2 separate regions of the Mus musculus genome follow, and region 2 is linked to region 1. A link is a contact called in public Micro-C data. All regions are on one chromosome and are shown on one strand. The core of a region is the stretch at or near the end of the contact, and the rest is flanking DNA. Distances in the headings are between cores, read along the strand shown. Region 1 overlaps Otud4 (OTU domain containing 4). Region 2 holds the start of Gypa (glycophorin A).

What was found. A called contact is a pair of places that touch in the nucleus more often than the background predicts.
Region 2: a contact with region 1 is called in a Micro-C map of trophoblast stem cells, with 6 times the contacts expected there. The contact joins the promoter of Gypa here to the enhancer-like site in region 1. A contact is called at or near these places in 15 of 39 promoter capture datasets (the 3T3-L1 cell line, the C10 cell line, the HPC-7 cell line and 10 more), 1 of 15 datasets of contacts at CTCF or cohesin (large pre-B cells), 1 of 484 Hi-C or Micro-C datasets (trophoblast stem cells), 4 of 115 datasets of contacts at active chromatin or transcription factors (acute myeloid leukemia, embryonic basal ganglia, embryonic midbrain and 1 more) and 3 of 9 other capture datasets (embryonic stem cells, liver and macrophages).

What each region holds. Positions count from the first base shown.
Region 1 is chr8:79,676,580-79,684,087 of GRCm38.p6, forward strand. Otud4 (OTU domain containing 4) reads left to right here. Exons shown (of 21, transcript NM_001256033.1): 21 at 1-1,176. Abce1 (ATP-binding cassette, sub-family E (OABP), member 1) reads right to left here. Exons shown (of 18, transcript NM_015751.2): 18 at 6,863-7,508. It also overlaps the pseudogene Tpd52-ps. Among named protein-coding and RNA genes, the nearest start is that of Abce1, 31 kb to the right of the region's middle. Within about 2 kb of position 2,597, at least 170 of the 459 cell types and tissues checked have an H3K27ac peak or open chromatin away from gene starts, as enhancers often do. A contact at or near this core is called in the HPC-7 cell line, acute myeloid leukemia, hematopoietic stem and progenitor cells and 2 more, where this site is marked.
Region 2 is chr8:80,489,365-80,496,872 of GRCm38.p6, forward strand. It overlaps Gypa (glycophorin A), which reads left to right and starts at 4,681. Exons shown (of 8, transcript NM_010369.3): 1 at 4,681-4,723; 2 at 6,939-7,019; 3 at 7,348-7,431. The coding sequence starts at 4,690. RefSeq lists a cis regulatory region at 4,403-4,585.

The sequences.
Region 1 (7,508 bases), core at 1,347-3,846:
TTCCTCTCAGACATCCTCCATTGTCCCACGCACTCCTTGGCAGCAGAATGCTGGCAGCTTGTGACCCTCATGTTTCCTGTAAGTCTGTTTCATGGTAGGGTTCATACCTGCCTCAGCCTGACAGGAGTAGGTTTTCCGCAACCCACTGTGCTGAGACAGTTGATGTGATGCAAACTATTCTTGGAGTGTGTTGTTTTCTTTGGCCCAAGGGTAAACTAAAATACCTGTGAACTGCAAACTTGCTTGTGATTGACTTGGTGCAATACAGTTCCTTTCTAAACGTTTCTGGTTTAGAGAATACTCAGCCATCCTGGAAACTAGCAATATTTATTTTGCCTCATTTACTTTATTTTCAGTTTTAGATGAGGTGAAGGTTTTCTTTCAGTTAGGGTACTTGGCAAGGTCCATTCTAGTGTAGCTGAAGAGGAAGCTATACTATTTTCTGTTTACTGTATTTTGCTCCCTATTTTATGCTTTTTAAAAATCTTTCACAGTGACTCACTTGATTGAGCATATTGATTTGAAAGAGCTAAGATTTTCCTGCTTAATGTCAGCCATTGGCTCTCCTGATAATTGGGACTTTTTGTTTGTTTGTTTTTTGTTGTTTTGTTTTTTTTGTTTCCCCTTTCCCTAAAATTATAAGTTTAGAGAATCCTGTAAGAGGGGTGGGTGCATGTCTTAATGCTGAGAAGCAGCAGCTTTGGGGTTGAATTTACTTGAATGGTTTAAAAAGATTGCATTGTTACAAAGCTAGAAAAAATTTATGTATGAAAAATGATCCTAGCCTTACACTGAGTACAATAATACTTATAAGCATGTGAAGATGTGATCTTTGTGATGTTACTTGTACAAACATATATACATATCTATACATATCTTTTGAAGTGTTGAAAGGAATAGTACTTTATATTCTTTATCATACCACTTTTGTAAGTGTTGAATATATTGCTGTTTATTTTTCTATGTTCTGTTTCGTAGCCTTAAGAAGTGTTTCAAACGATCTGAATGTATAAAACAAGTCAATGCCCTACATGGTGTGATGCTGCATTATATATACAACCGTGTGCATATATTAAATTCTGTTTGTCGAGTCTGCTTGGGATTCTTTGGTCTTTGGGTAACCCAATATATCATATGTAAATCTGAGGATGAATCTTAGTAAACTCTTGAAAATGACATGGTTTCCATGTATGTTTCATGCTGGAAGATACTTACAGTAGAGGCAACTGAAAGTGGGATTCATACCTTATTAGTGCTGGTTCCCTTTTATGTTCTGCACTGCAAAGGTTAGAGCAGTTGATGGAGCTCGTCAGTGGCGGCGTATGTACCGGCAGTGTAAGTGGCTGGACGAGAAAGGCTATGTATGCCCCATCCCTTTCAGTACACTCAAGAGGGATGCAGAAGACCCAGGCTGTGTGTGTGTGTATGTGTGTGTGTATGTGTGTGTGTGTGTGTGTGTGTGTGTGTGTGCGCCCCATCCCTTTCAGTACACTCAAGAGGGATGCAGAAGACCCAGGCTGTGTGTGTGTGTATGTGTGTGTGTGTGTGTGTGTGTGTGTGCGCGTCCCCAGTCCCCAAAAGTTCAGGAAGGTGTTTTCTAAAGACTGAACAAATTGGAAACAGAAATAATGTTATCAGATTAACTGAAGTACTTTGAACCCTGTTTGCATTTTGCAGTCCTGGGAAGTAAAATGCAAACTGCACATTTTAGGCAGGTGGTCTATTTTGAATTATATCCCTGGCCCTGAAAAAAAATTCTTAAGTGCATGTTCATTATTAAGTAATTTTACTCAAGAATAGTCATTTTGCTAATTATGAACTTTTTTAGGGAACTGTTTTTTTCAGAAGTAGAACTGAAAATAACACTTATTCAGGGCAAATACTTGATGTATAGGCAGCAAGCTATATGAGGGTTTTCTTTTTTCAGATTAATTTTTTTCTTAAAGACTATGTATGTGAATGACTGCATGAGTGCAGGTGCCCTTTGAGGCCATTTTCCTAGAGGTGGAATTAAAGGCAAGTAAGTCAGCCTGACATGGGCACTTGCTACAAAGCAAGCATTGTGCTTTGTGCTTTACAGTTTATATCCCTGGCTTGCCTGAAACTCAAATTTCACCTGCCTCTCTGCCTCAGTGCAGGAATTCAAGTCCTGTGCATCTGACCTAATGATACACTTGTGTGGGGGAGGGGGGGTGGGGGGGTGGCGTGTGCCATGTGCACAGTCATATAAATTCTTTTTTTTTTTTTTTTTTTTTTACTGAGACACAGACTTTATTATGATTTTCACATGTAATCAAGCATAGTTTCCATTGCATCCGAGCAGCAACCAGGAATGGCAGCATGTCATTTTGTGACAACCGACACTGTGGCTTTTCAATTCTGGTTTGCAGAAACCTCGATTAAATCTAGCCATGCTCTGAAAAAGGCTTTAGTTCACTCCAAGCTTGGCAGTTAACATTTGGCATGGACACTGGTAAAACCACAATAGAGAAAGAAGTAACAGATACAATCTCATAGGCCATAAACATATACAGCAAAGGAAGCAGGAGTGAGTCAGGAGTGACCACAGTTAACGGGCTTAGCAGAGCCACTGGGAAGCTTTGACTCACAGCCCCGACAGTTGTTAGAGTGGGAACAAATCTACATACAGTACAGCTCAGGCACTAACACACTGAGAACAGGAACTGCCTGTAAGCTCAGTCGTAGTAACGCCTCACAGCCTTCGGAGTTATCAACAATCCCTTAGTATAAGAAATATTCAAGTTGTATTTCTCATAGAACTTTCTGTGCTTCCTAAAGGTGTTAAATGGATTTAATGGAGGCAGTAATTTCCCCTAAGGTGAATTTTTTTTTTTTTTTAGCATTTTTATAGCTGTATAGACCTAAAGATTTTTAGACTTTTGGAATTATCAGTGATGAATGTGGGAACATTCCAACTTACTGTAATATCATATACTTAACTCACAATGTTATTCTCTCAATTTACCTGAAATTAAATTTTAATCTTGTAAAAAAAATGTGTGAGAATGGTATAATAAATAACTGATATGCTCAAATAGATGTAGCTACAAATGACAGTTACCAAGGCAGGAGCAGGACCCACACTCTCCCCACTGGAAGTTTGAGTGTCTGCATGTTTTTAATTTACAGAACTGTAGAACTGCATACACACCTGTCTACTTTAGTCTGGTGTCTTTAGAAACCCAAGATATGGTCCTCATAGAACTGTTTATCCGAGAAAAAAAATGTAGCTGGTAGTTTCTCCTTTGAAAGGAATGAAATAATTCCAAGACTTAATAACCAGAATTTAGAAAAGGACAGTTTGTTAGAAATTGATTAAGTGTACAGAGACCCAAAAACAATGATTCATGTAGATAGTAAAGAAAGATAAAACTAGAATCCAGATGTACAGTGATTTTAAGGAGAAACACAGTAGTTGCCTGCAGGGATCTACCAGAGGCTCTATGATGCTGTTTCCTATACAAAGGGCCTTCCATGCATGCTAACAGTGTTTCCCTGGAGTGGAGGTCAAGTGATTTCACTTTGTTTCATTCATCAACTATTTGGTCAAAGAAATAAGTAAAGCTAAATAAAAGCACATCTGGTGGAAATCCGCAGCCATGAGCGTTGTCAAGATGTGCTTGGCTGTCGCCGGCAGCACCTGCAGTGGGCAGCAGGACACAGGTCGGCAGCTCTGGGGCTGTCTGTTCTGGAGGAGGCTTTGTGGTCATGGCACTGGTAGCGTTGGCTGTGGAATTCAGGACTTCTCCAAAATCGCCGCCAGCAGGCTTGGCTCCTCCTACTTTAGACTTTAAATTTTCAACTTTTTCTTCAAATGACTTGAAAGTTGGGGAGTTTTTCACGTCTTCCAGCTTTTTGGTGATAACTGAGCCAACCGATGAAAATGCAGCGGAGGCCTTCTGTCCAGCTTGCGATAGAGTTTCAGATGTCTTCTTGTATGCATTGGTTGCCGTCACGTCTTTGCCACCCTTTGGCAATGTTCTGCTTGAACTCCTGAAGCGAGGAGATGCCAAGCTTCCGCTTGAGCTCAGCGAGACGCTTCTCTTTTGCGGCCAATACTTGGGACAGAGTCTGGATTTCTTCTTCCACTTTAGTAAGCTCCCGCCCCAGCTCCTCTTGCTCCTCTTCCGTCAGCGTCTCTGGAGCACTGAGCATGGTAACAGCATCCTCTCCTTCCTCGGCCACTGGCTCTGTCTTCAGCAGACCTTGCTCGCCGCGGTCCATGTCTGAGCCACCTCGCTCCCGGCGCTCGACCTGCCGCGCTCCTCCGCGCCTCTCTGTGCTCCGCCCGCGGCCGCCCGCGCAGTCCCCACCCCGGGCGTCGGCGCCGCCCTCCAGGGAGCCGGTCGGTCAAATTCATTTTTCATCCAATATATTTTGGTAATATTCTTTCCAGTTTAATGCAGGTCCTCCCTATATCCCCACTCACCCAAATTCTTGTTCCAAACAAAAACGGAAAAAAATTAAGAGCTGCAGTAACACAAAAATGTCCCTGCCTGGCATGTGGTTGATAGACCAGTGGCACAGTATTGGAGATGACACTTTCCCTTTCCCAGCAGGGGTCAATACCTAATGAGTGCTCCAGAGTCTCTGCACATTGACCAGTTGTGGAGTGTCCCCTAGTTATCCACTGGGAAAAGCCCCACAAGGGGTGGAGCAACGCAGGGATCTGTAGCATTAGGTTATTAGTTGTTTTACTGCTTTTTTCCTTTAGTAGAATAACCAAGTTTCTCCCTAGGTCTCATGATCTGTCAACTCTCAGTTCTTTGCTTTTGCAGTGCCACGTATGGATTCCTCATGGAGTAGACTTTAACTGTAACCAAAATGTGGTAGATGGCTTAGAGAAAGAATATATGCTGCTGAGCCTTAAATTGAGCTGAGTTCAATTCCTGGGATCTGCATGGTGAAAGGAATTCCTGCAATGGCATATGTGTGTGAATACACACGCAAATAAAACAAATGGTTACTCCCATAACATTTGTTCCCCTACTGTACCAGTCACTTTACAGGTGGTCCCTGTTGGAGGTTGTTGGGTTTGCAGCTGATGATGCTACTCTTCTCTGATGGTAATGCAGAGTACCTTCCAGCACCCAGAACACTAGTCAGTAGGGGTGAAGCTTATAGCTGGGCACCAACTCACTTTCTGCATGTTCCTTTTACAGGTGCTATCAGCAATAGAGCCCTTTTTTCCCTCATGTACAGAATAGCCAATAGCAATAGCCTGTGATGTTTGGTAGGGGTATATATGGGGACCCCTTTGGTTTTTGATTATTTTTTGAGACAGTGTTTCTCTGTTTAGCCTTGGTTGCCCTTCAACTTGCTCTGTAGACCAGTCTGGCCTTGAATTCATAGAGCTCTGCCTCCCAAGTGCTGGCATTGAAAACCTGCACCATCACTGCCCAGTTTATGGGAACCCTTTGGCCAATAGCTCAAGACATTGTTTTCCTGGCACTTGAGGTTTACTTGGTGGCATGTCTAGTAGGAGCATTGTCTCATAAGGTGACTGTATTCACATTATTTTCATATGTGTATTTTAGAAAGCGGCTACAATAGCAGCCATATAGCTTTGCGCTCTGCCACCGAGCTATCTCTTCAGCCCTACTATGTAGGTCTTCTGAGAATGAGTTGACTTGATTGAGCTATCCAGATGAAGTGAGGGTAGGGAGGAAGGAGTGCATTTCCCAATCAGTTGTGTGCTAGGGGATTGTCCAGGTTAATAGAGAAGCCAGATGGGGGTGAGCAAAACTTGTTTGTGTTGCAGGATATTCAGTCACACAGCGAACCCTGAGAGTGTGTTATTTACTGGGAAAAATAAAAACTGTCTTTAGTTGTGGTGTGGCTCAGCCCACACCTTTAATCTAAGAGCTTTCTGCTTGAATGTTGTAAACAGGATTAAAGTTAACCATAGATCAAGAGGCAGGGCAAGCAACCTGTAACAGGAAGTGAACATAAGATTATTAAGAAAAAGCCAGAGAGTAAGGAGGAGTCAGGAAGATAAGACACAGGAAGAAGGGAGGGATACTTAGTTTGAAGTAGGTGGGCATTCCTTCTAGGACTTGCACTGTGAAGGAAGGTCAGCTGGTTGCTTTTCCCCCCTATTTTAGCTAGCAGGCTTAATTGGTAAAATTGAGTGATTTGAGATTTTGTTTTTAAAAAACATGGCTTGTGGCTGGTTGCAGTCTGTGCCAAACTTTTCCCCCCGAAATGGATGGGATAAACAATGAGATGTGACATAGAATCTTTAACTGTCCCTTTGGTTCTTGTAAAATTTTGTATTGGGGGATGGGTCACCACAGAGGCCTGCAGTTAGGGACTGTTATGAGCTACCATTGGTGGGTGCTGGGACCAAACTTGGGTCTTCTGCAAGAGCAGTAGGTGGCTGCTTTTCCAGAGTACTTGGGTTCAATTCCCAGCATCCACATGGCAGCTCACAACTGCCTGTATTCTAGTTCCAAGGTTTCTGGCATCCTTCTAGCAGGCAAAACACCAATGCACACAAAGTAAAAATAAAAATATGCTCTTCCTGTACTTTGACCAAATTGTCCTAATATTAATCTTGCTTTAATGTTGTAGTGTTTTCAGATAAAGCTAGTTATGCAATTATTTTGCAACTTGACTTTGTTCATTCAGTATTACAGATTTCCAGTGGTACTCTTTTTGATAGCCAAACTCTGCACTTTGACAAACTCCTGTTAGCAGCATAGGCCTTCCTACTGCTATGTCAAAGTTTTAGTATCTGGCTGGGCAGTGGTGGCACGTGCATTCTACCCCAGCACTCAGGAGGCAGAGGCAGGTGGGTCTCTTAAGTCCAGGACAGCCAATCTATAAAGAAACCTGTCTCAAAGAAGTCAAAAAAAGTTTAATATCTGATTTTGTATTTTCAAATTTCATTTGCACAAAAATACTCTTATTCACATATTGTCATTAGCATTAAGGTGGATGAACTTTGTATCTGTAATATTCACAAATATATTTTAGTATATTCCCATAACAAGATTAAGTACATAGTGAAGGAAAGAATGACCACACACCGGTAAGCTCAGAAACTGATAAAGGGAGATTTTATTCCATATACTTTGTGTTCCTTTACAACAGATACATATTTATGGATTATATAAATTCATTTTTAGAAAGCCTAATGGGTATCAGTCAAAACAAACTTTCTATCATTGTCTGCAAATTAATCAGACCTATTATTTAAAGTTCTAAAGTCTTGTCAAATACTTTCTAATTTTCCTGTTCTGCCTGCCCTGTTCATTGTAATCCACCTTCCTCATAATTCCAGTTTGGCATATTAGTAAAATGTGGATAATGTCCTTTGTATCCAACAAATGAGTATGCACTGCAGCAATGGACACTTTGTATTGCTATTTCCCTGCACTCACTGGAGAAGTTGTTTTAGGTTGTCCTTGGTTGCTCAACAGAAGACTCTGGAGTCTAAATATGTAGGGCTGGGGATGTAGCTCAGTTGTTAGAGTGCTTGCCTA
Region 2 (7,508 bases), core at 3,431-5,930, 810 kb after region 1:
GGTAATAGTACATGAAACCATGATGAGGAATGAATATTCACCCACGAGAATAAGTAAGCATGGTAAGGAACCAATGCCTTTTCACGAATGTAATGCCCTTGTCAGAAGCAAGAGTGATAGAGTCAACAGAAAGCAAGATAATGAGTAAAACACACACACATAATTAGAGAGGAAACTCACTTTCTTGAGCTTATCTGAATCTCAGGACCTAAGGATAGGCTTACATCTGTTGTTATACTAACCCAACAGTTTCTGTCCCCCTCCCCACCCACCCCCAACACACACACACACACAAACTACCGTAAGAAAGGTAAATCAGAAAGCATTAGGATCTATAGTTTGAGTATTTAATGAAATGTGACTGACCCTTTGGGGCTCATTTTTAAGAAAATTTGTCATTCAAAGTGACTATCAGCTATTTGCCATTGATAATTCTGACACCTAATAAAACTACTTCTCTGGAATTGGCAAATTGTAAGAGTGGAGGGAATAATTATCCTCTAGAAGTGTCTCACACTGGCACCATAGCCACAGTGTGTGTGTGTGTGTGTGTGTGTGTGTGTTTCTGAGTTGAAAAATCCAGTACTCATTCCATAGGTTTCTAGCAGTCTTGACACAGTAAGTATGCTTACTAGTGGTCATTAATAGCAAATGAAACATAATAACAAGGAAAAATATAATAATGTGGGGGAAAAAAACACCTCAGCACAGTTAAAAGTCTGCTGCTCATAACTGGCATACCTGGGGGAGAGGGGAGAAAGACAATACTCGAAAATATTTTAAAAAGTCAGTTTTTTAAATGGCTAAAAGTTATCAGCATACACATTTATGAAGCTAACAGATCTCCAAGGAAATTACCTTCAGGCACATCACAATCTAAAGCAAAACCAAGTCTTGAAAACAGACATCAAAGCCACATAGTATGGGAGCTGGAGGGATTGCTCAGTGATATAGAGCACTTTCCCTTTTGCAGAAGACCCAGGTTTGGTTTGCAGAACCCACATCTGGTGGTTCATAACTCCCTGTAACTTTCGTCCCAGAGGTTTCTATGCCTTGTGGCCTCCAAGGATACCTACTTGTATATCCAGGCCCTGCCAAAGTTTGCTTCCTACTGCTATCCTAAACACTATGAACAAAGGCAACTTCGGGGTGGGACAGGTAAAAGTGGATTAATTTGGCTGACCCATCCCAATCATAGTCTATTTTTGAGAGAAGTGGGGGCATAAACTCAAACAGGAGCAGAGCCTGGATCTATGGAGCTATGGAGGAAATCTGCCTACTGCCTTCCACTCTATGGTTTGCCCGCTTGCTTTCATACAACCTAGAACTACTTGCCCAGGGGTGACACCACCTGAAGTGGGCTGAGCCCTCCCACATCAATCATTAATCAAGGGAATGCTCCCACAAACTTAACTACAGGCCAATTCAATGGAAGCACATTCCCAATAGAGGTTCCCTCTCCCCAGATGACCATAACATGTGTCAAGGTAATAACGTCCTAACCAGCACAGACCCACAAATATACACCTAAAGTAAGAAATGCAGTGAAAGTAAAAACACGCAGTATCTTTGGTGAAGGAACAGCAAGGCCAAGGACCAAGTTTTCAGCAGAAATTATAGAGGCCACAAGGTAAGGTATGAACTGACATTACCTAAAAAAAGACATGAATGTGTCAAGCATCTTATAAAACTGATTAAGATGCAGGGCTGGAATGTTAGATGCTGGAGAGTAGTTACCCCAAACTGTTTATCTCTCAAAGAAGCCCTGTATGCCCACCTCTATGTGTGATATGACGCTCTTGTATTGGGTAAACCCTTTGGGAATGTGTAAGCAAGCACCCAGCTTCCACTGGCCCAAAGGCTTAGAATAAATGCAACTGAGGACTACAGCAGGTTCCCCACTCGGCTAGACCCCACCTACCTCGTGCTTCCACCAACACATTGTACAAAGGCCATGGCTTAAGACTTTCTTTTTTTACTACAAACACTTCATGAGATTGTTTCCACACTGGAATGTGGTATTTGTAGGTAACCTACATATATGCTCCCAGGCTACAGTCACTCATATTTAGGTCTGAAATAATCTCCTATTCCCTTTGAGGTGAGAGAGGTGTCTTTGACTTCAACAAAGAATGCACTTTTAAAGTAACAAAAGAAAATCATAGACACTTACAAATCTGTACAAAGTTAGAGTATCCTTCAAAAACTAAAGAAAAACGAAAAGCATTTAAATCCAGAAACTGAATAAATTCTTCTCTGGGATGTTATCAGAAAACCTTTCTTAAAATATAATGTTGGGACTCTGGAGAAAGAAGGAGGTAGACCTTTCCCTCTTCCTCCACTCTCAACTCCAACTGGACATTCTCCTTCTAACTTCTACAGGAGACCACCAGCAGAGGTCCCTCTTTCATCTCTGCCTCCTCTAATGAATTTCAAAGATCTCCTCTGGCTATCTTATCCCAACACCAAACTCCAATATACAACTATAACCAGAGAAGCAAGTAGACTCACTGCAGACATTCATCTAGCCAACCTCTGTCCTAAATCTAATCCCCAGTCTCATCTCTAATGCTGCAGAGACCACCTGCCATGGCCCTCATTGGATCACACAAATCTTTCCATCCAGAACTCTCTCCCTGGACTCATGGCATTATCTGATGCCCTAGCCCCAGCAGGCATTTCCTGGGAACCCACAGACCACTCAAGCCAAGAAAGCAGGTAGGCTGGCTGTGGATCCTGACCCCTCCCTCCGTTCTTCCCAATCCATCCTCCATTTTCATCCCTGAGTTGAAGCCTGTCAGAACCACAAAGAAGCAAAGACTAATCTGTTTTTTTGTCTCCATTTACTATCCTGTCAAAACCACACACACAAAACAAAACAAAGAATAATCTTGTTTTTTTTCCATTTAATACCCTGTTTTTTAATTGAAGTATACCTCCTTTTGATCAATGATGAATAAATTCATCCTTAAAGAAATCTCACAGCTTCCTATGGGAATAAGCATGGGCTATGTTGCAAACTTGTCCACTCCTTGGCTCTTGCGTCTGCCCCCTTCCTCCCCAAGTGGGTCATTTTGAGTGTCATATGTGTATAATCTTGCGTTTCCTTAAGTTTAAAAAAGCATTTGGATGAAGAAAATAAAACAGGAAGTAGTTTGAACATTCTATAGGAACACAGAGACAAGGTGCGAACTCCCGTGGGAAAAAAAAAACCATAAAAGTCTCGCCCTCCTGTTGAGATCGGCAGGAATCACCTGTAGCAATCATCTGAAGCAGAGGTAGCTGGCAGATACTCGTAGGCAGAAATGAACGGCTAAAACAAGGACGATAGACGTCGGACAGAGCTCAAGGATCCAAACTATTTTCCTCCTCTCCAACATCGTAGCTTGTGTTTCTGCATGGCGCTGCAGTGACTGGCCCAATACTACTTAGAGAAAAGTAGCCAAGCACATACAGAACCAACCTGATGAGATCTCTGTCAGATTGCATGTCTCAAACACAATTGTTTAATCTTCAGACGCTGGCTCAAAATTCTCAAAACACAGTTGTGCTTGCCTGACACATTTGTGGGATGTAAGTCATAGATACGACCTGATGATACTCCTGGACAACGAAGAGGAAGGGAAAGACTTGATGTTTTCTCCAGTTGTGTTTTCTTGTTTTGTTTTGTTTCCACATTTCGTTTCTATTATGCAGAACAGCCACTAGAGGTCGCCACGTGTCTCCATTTCCACACACTCGAATTTTCAACCTGAGAAGCCACCAGCTTTTGCATTTCTTTAAATTCGGGGGCGGGGGGGGAGGGGAGGACGCATCAAGGACACCAGAAAGAACCGCAATTCTCTATTAGCTGGTGGTCAGCTCCCGCTCCGCAGCTTAATAAGGGCTGATTTCCAAAGACTTTCGAATCAAAGCTACTCTTCTCCTATGTCCTGAGCCCAAGCCGGTATCTGCCTGGAGTTTGTCTCCGCTGTGGTCGGGCTTCCTGCTTCTGCTCAGCGCTACACACACTCCCTTTATGCTTTCAGGGTGACTGGGGTTTGCCTGGTCTTGTTTTCTAGCGTTTACTTTTGTTATTTGGGGATTGCCTCACGGTCACTGAGCAACAGAGCATTTTAAAGCATTGTAAAGCACGTAACTGCTTTTATAGCCACACGGACACTGCAGTTCAGTTCGAATTCCACTTTCCTGGAAGATTTCTCCCGACTCACGTTTCTTTCATTACTCTTTGAGCTGTCACGAGCTTGACAGCCTTTCAAACCTCAGAGTTCGCAAACATTGTGTAAAGTTTTCAATGCATGCAGTTCGTACACAAGAAGCCACTTTCTTAAGGGATCATAGGGACCCCCGCATTAGAAACACTCCTACTCTCCAAGTCCAGCGCCTGCCCTGACCTCTGCAGTCTCTATGTCCAGTTGAGTGGTCCTTGGTGCTGCCTTGTGGTGCTCACTTCGTTTACATGAAGTAAATTTAACACAGCAGGCAATTCTTTGGAACAAAGATTTTAATTCCACTCTGGTCCTCGCAGTTATGCAGACCTCTAGTTATCTTTATTAACAGACACTAAATAATGTTGCATCATTTAAATGCTAGCCAATGTGTGTCAACGGATAGAGGCCCCGGGAAGGTGGGCCTGAGAGATACCAGGAGGTAGGCAAGGCCTTCCTAAGGCTGACAGACACTCCCAGTATGACCGAGAGCACAGCTGCTGTGACAACATCAGGTGAGTGAATATTTTCAGCTTGATGATATTTTATTCTCGATGACTTATTTAAACTATGAATTGCCCCAATGCTGGTTTTCTTACTTAACTGAACCAATGACTGAGTAGTACATTCAGTTTCAGTCTGGAGGGTGTGTTTAAATAGGATTCAGCTAGGGACAGGAGTGGCACACTGCAGCCCACAACCATTTGTGCCTGAATAGCAGTTCCCCAGTCTAAGAAATGCCTTTGATTCTAACCCTAGATAGCAGTAAACTTGTATCAAGTGTAAGTAATATCGTTACATAAATAACCATGTTACTTCGCTTGGGGCTATGAAGAGACTTATTTCTAAGCTAAGGTTAACTGGTGAAGGTTAGGGTAGACTTATGCCCTTTCTTTTTCAAAACTAGTATAACCAGTTTCTCCTGCTGAGAGGAGACAAGCTGTCAGCATGAAACTGAGGGGTTTCTCTTTGTGGAACTGTTACTACTGTTACTAAGAAAACAACAACAAAAACAACAATAACCACAAAAACCTTTCTAATTGCTCTATGGCTGGGCTGAATCCAAAGTAATATGTTTTTAAAATAAATTAATATAATTTAATTTAATTTATTAAAATAATTTAATTTATTAAAATAATTAAAATTTTAATTTAATATTTTTAAAATTTTAATCGAAATTTAAATTTTAAAAATTATTAAGATAAATTGATATAATAAAATAAATATAATATAAAATAAAATAAATATAATATAATATAAAATAAAATATTTTAAAGTAGCCTTACTTTTGGCCTCCTGAGGATATTTTAAGCCATGTTCTCTCAAACACAGTGAGTGACTCTGTGTTAGAAACACATAGCCCAGGCGAGGGGGGGGGGAGCATATTTCATCCATGGCACAGCTACGGCCTGAGTCAGGGTGGACAGCAGAGAAGTGCTGAGCTCTCTGTAGGACACTGGGTGAGATTCAGTCTCCCTGGCAGAGGGTATGAGGCAAGCGTTAGGAACACGGGCACAATGTGGGGCCTAGTAAACACAGAAGTGGATGATCACAGTCAGCTATTGGATGGGTCACACGGCCCCCAGTGGAGGAGCTAGAGAAATTACCCAAGGAGCTAAAGGGAACTGCAACCCTATAGGTGGAACAACAATATGAACTAACCAGTACCCGGGAGCTCTTGTCTTTAGCTGCATATGTATCAAAAGATGGCCTAGTCGGCCATCACTGCAAAGAGAGGCCCATTGGACTTGCAAACTTTATATGCCCCAGTACAGGGGAACGCCAGGGCCAAAAAGGGGGAGTGGGTGGGTAGGGGATTGGGGGGGTGGGTATGGGGGACCTTTGGGATAGCATTGAAAATGTAAACGAGGAAAATACCTAATTAAAAAAAGAAGAAGAAAAAAAGAGATTGCTAAAAAAAAAAAAAAGGAACACGGGCACAAGAAACAGAAGTGAATTCAAATCTAAGTCTGGTATACCTGAGGCAAATCATTGGCCCTATCTTGGCCTCATCTATAAAATGCAGGCAATGCTGATACTGATCTCGTAATAACCGCATAAGGGCTGAGCTAAGTACCATTAAAATAGGTGCTCGCTATGGTAGCCATGACTAGCCATAGTAGTACACCATGATGTCTCTGTATCATGTGAGGTCCCTGGCTGCCTTTGTATTTCAGTCCACCCGACTAGAGCTGTGATCAGCAGAACATGTGGATATCAGGTATCTTTGGGTGCTCATTTCACACCCTTTCAATATATAGCCACGGATAGAATGACTGACTGTGTAATATGTTTGGGGTCTCCACAATGTTGCGACAGTGACTTCTTTATAAAGTTTACTTTTATTCCACATCCTCAGAACTTTTTTTCTTTTTTTAAAGAATACCTGTTGCAGCTGGGGAGCATGCTGTGATCCCAGCACTCAGAGGCAGAGGCAGGAGGATCTCTGTGTGTCTGGTCTACATAGCATGACCTGTGTCAAAGCAAAAAGTTAGCGAGATAGCTTTATAACTCAGAGTCCTTGTTCTCTTGCTGAGGCCCTGAGTTCTGTTCCCAGATCCTCCAGAGCAGCTTACAACCATTGCAGCTCCAGTCTTAAGGTGTCTGATGCCTCTTTGGGACTCCACCAGCATTGTGACCTTCTGCCAGACAAATAGTTGACTAATCTTATGCCACTCTGCAGGCTGTGGGAAGCATATTTAGAATAACTTTCCTGATTTTTCTTTACAGGTCATTCTCTTACAACCACCTTCCATATACCTTCAAGTCAACATTACCAAGAAGAGCATTCACCATCATTGTCAGGATCAGGTAGGAGCTATAAAACATAGGTGCATATTACACATTTCCATAGTGAGGAGCACTTGTTGCTCTTGAAAACTAGCGTTTCCAGAACCCACATAGCAGCTCACAGCTGTCTGTAACTCTAGCTCTAGAGGATCTCCTGCCACTGCTGCCTCCCACAGGCACCAGGTACATAAAGGGGTACACACACACACACAGAAGCAAACACTCATCCCCATAAAATAAAAATCAATAAATGTGTTTTTAAAAAGTAACCATCGTAACTGGAGGTGAGATGGCAGTCCCCTGTGGGCTGTGGGAAGCATTTTATCTAACTTCTCTCTTTTCTGTACAGATTCTCTTCTTCAAATAACCACTCCTGTGGTGGCTTCAACTGTAGGTAACCCAAATCAGCATTCAGCAACAATGTCAACACCAGGTAGGTTCTGCATTTTTGCATAATAGGTTTGTAGCCATTAGTATTTTATCTGAATCCCTAGTAAGATGTATATGCAA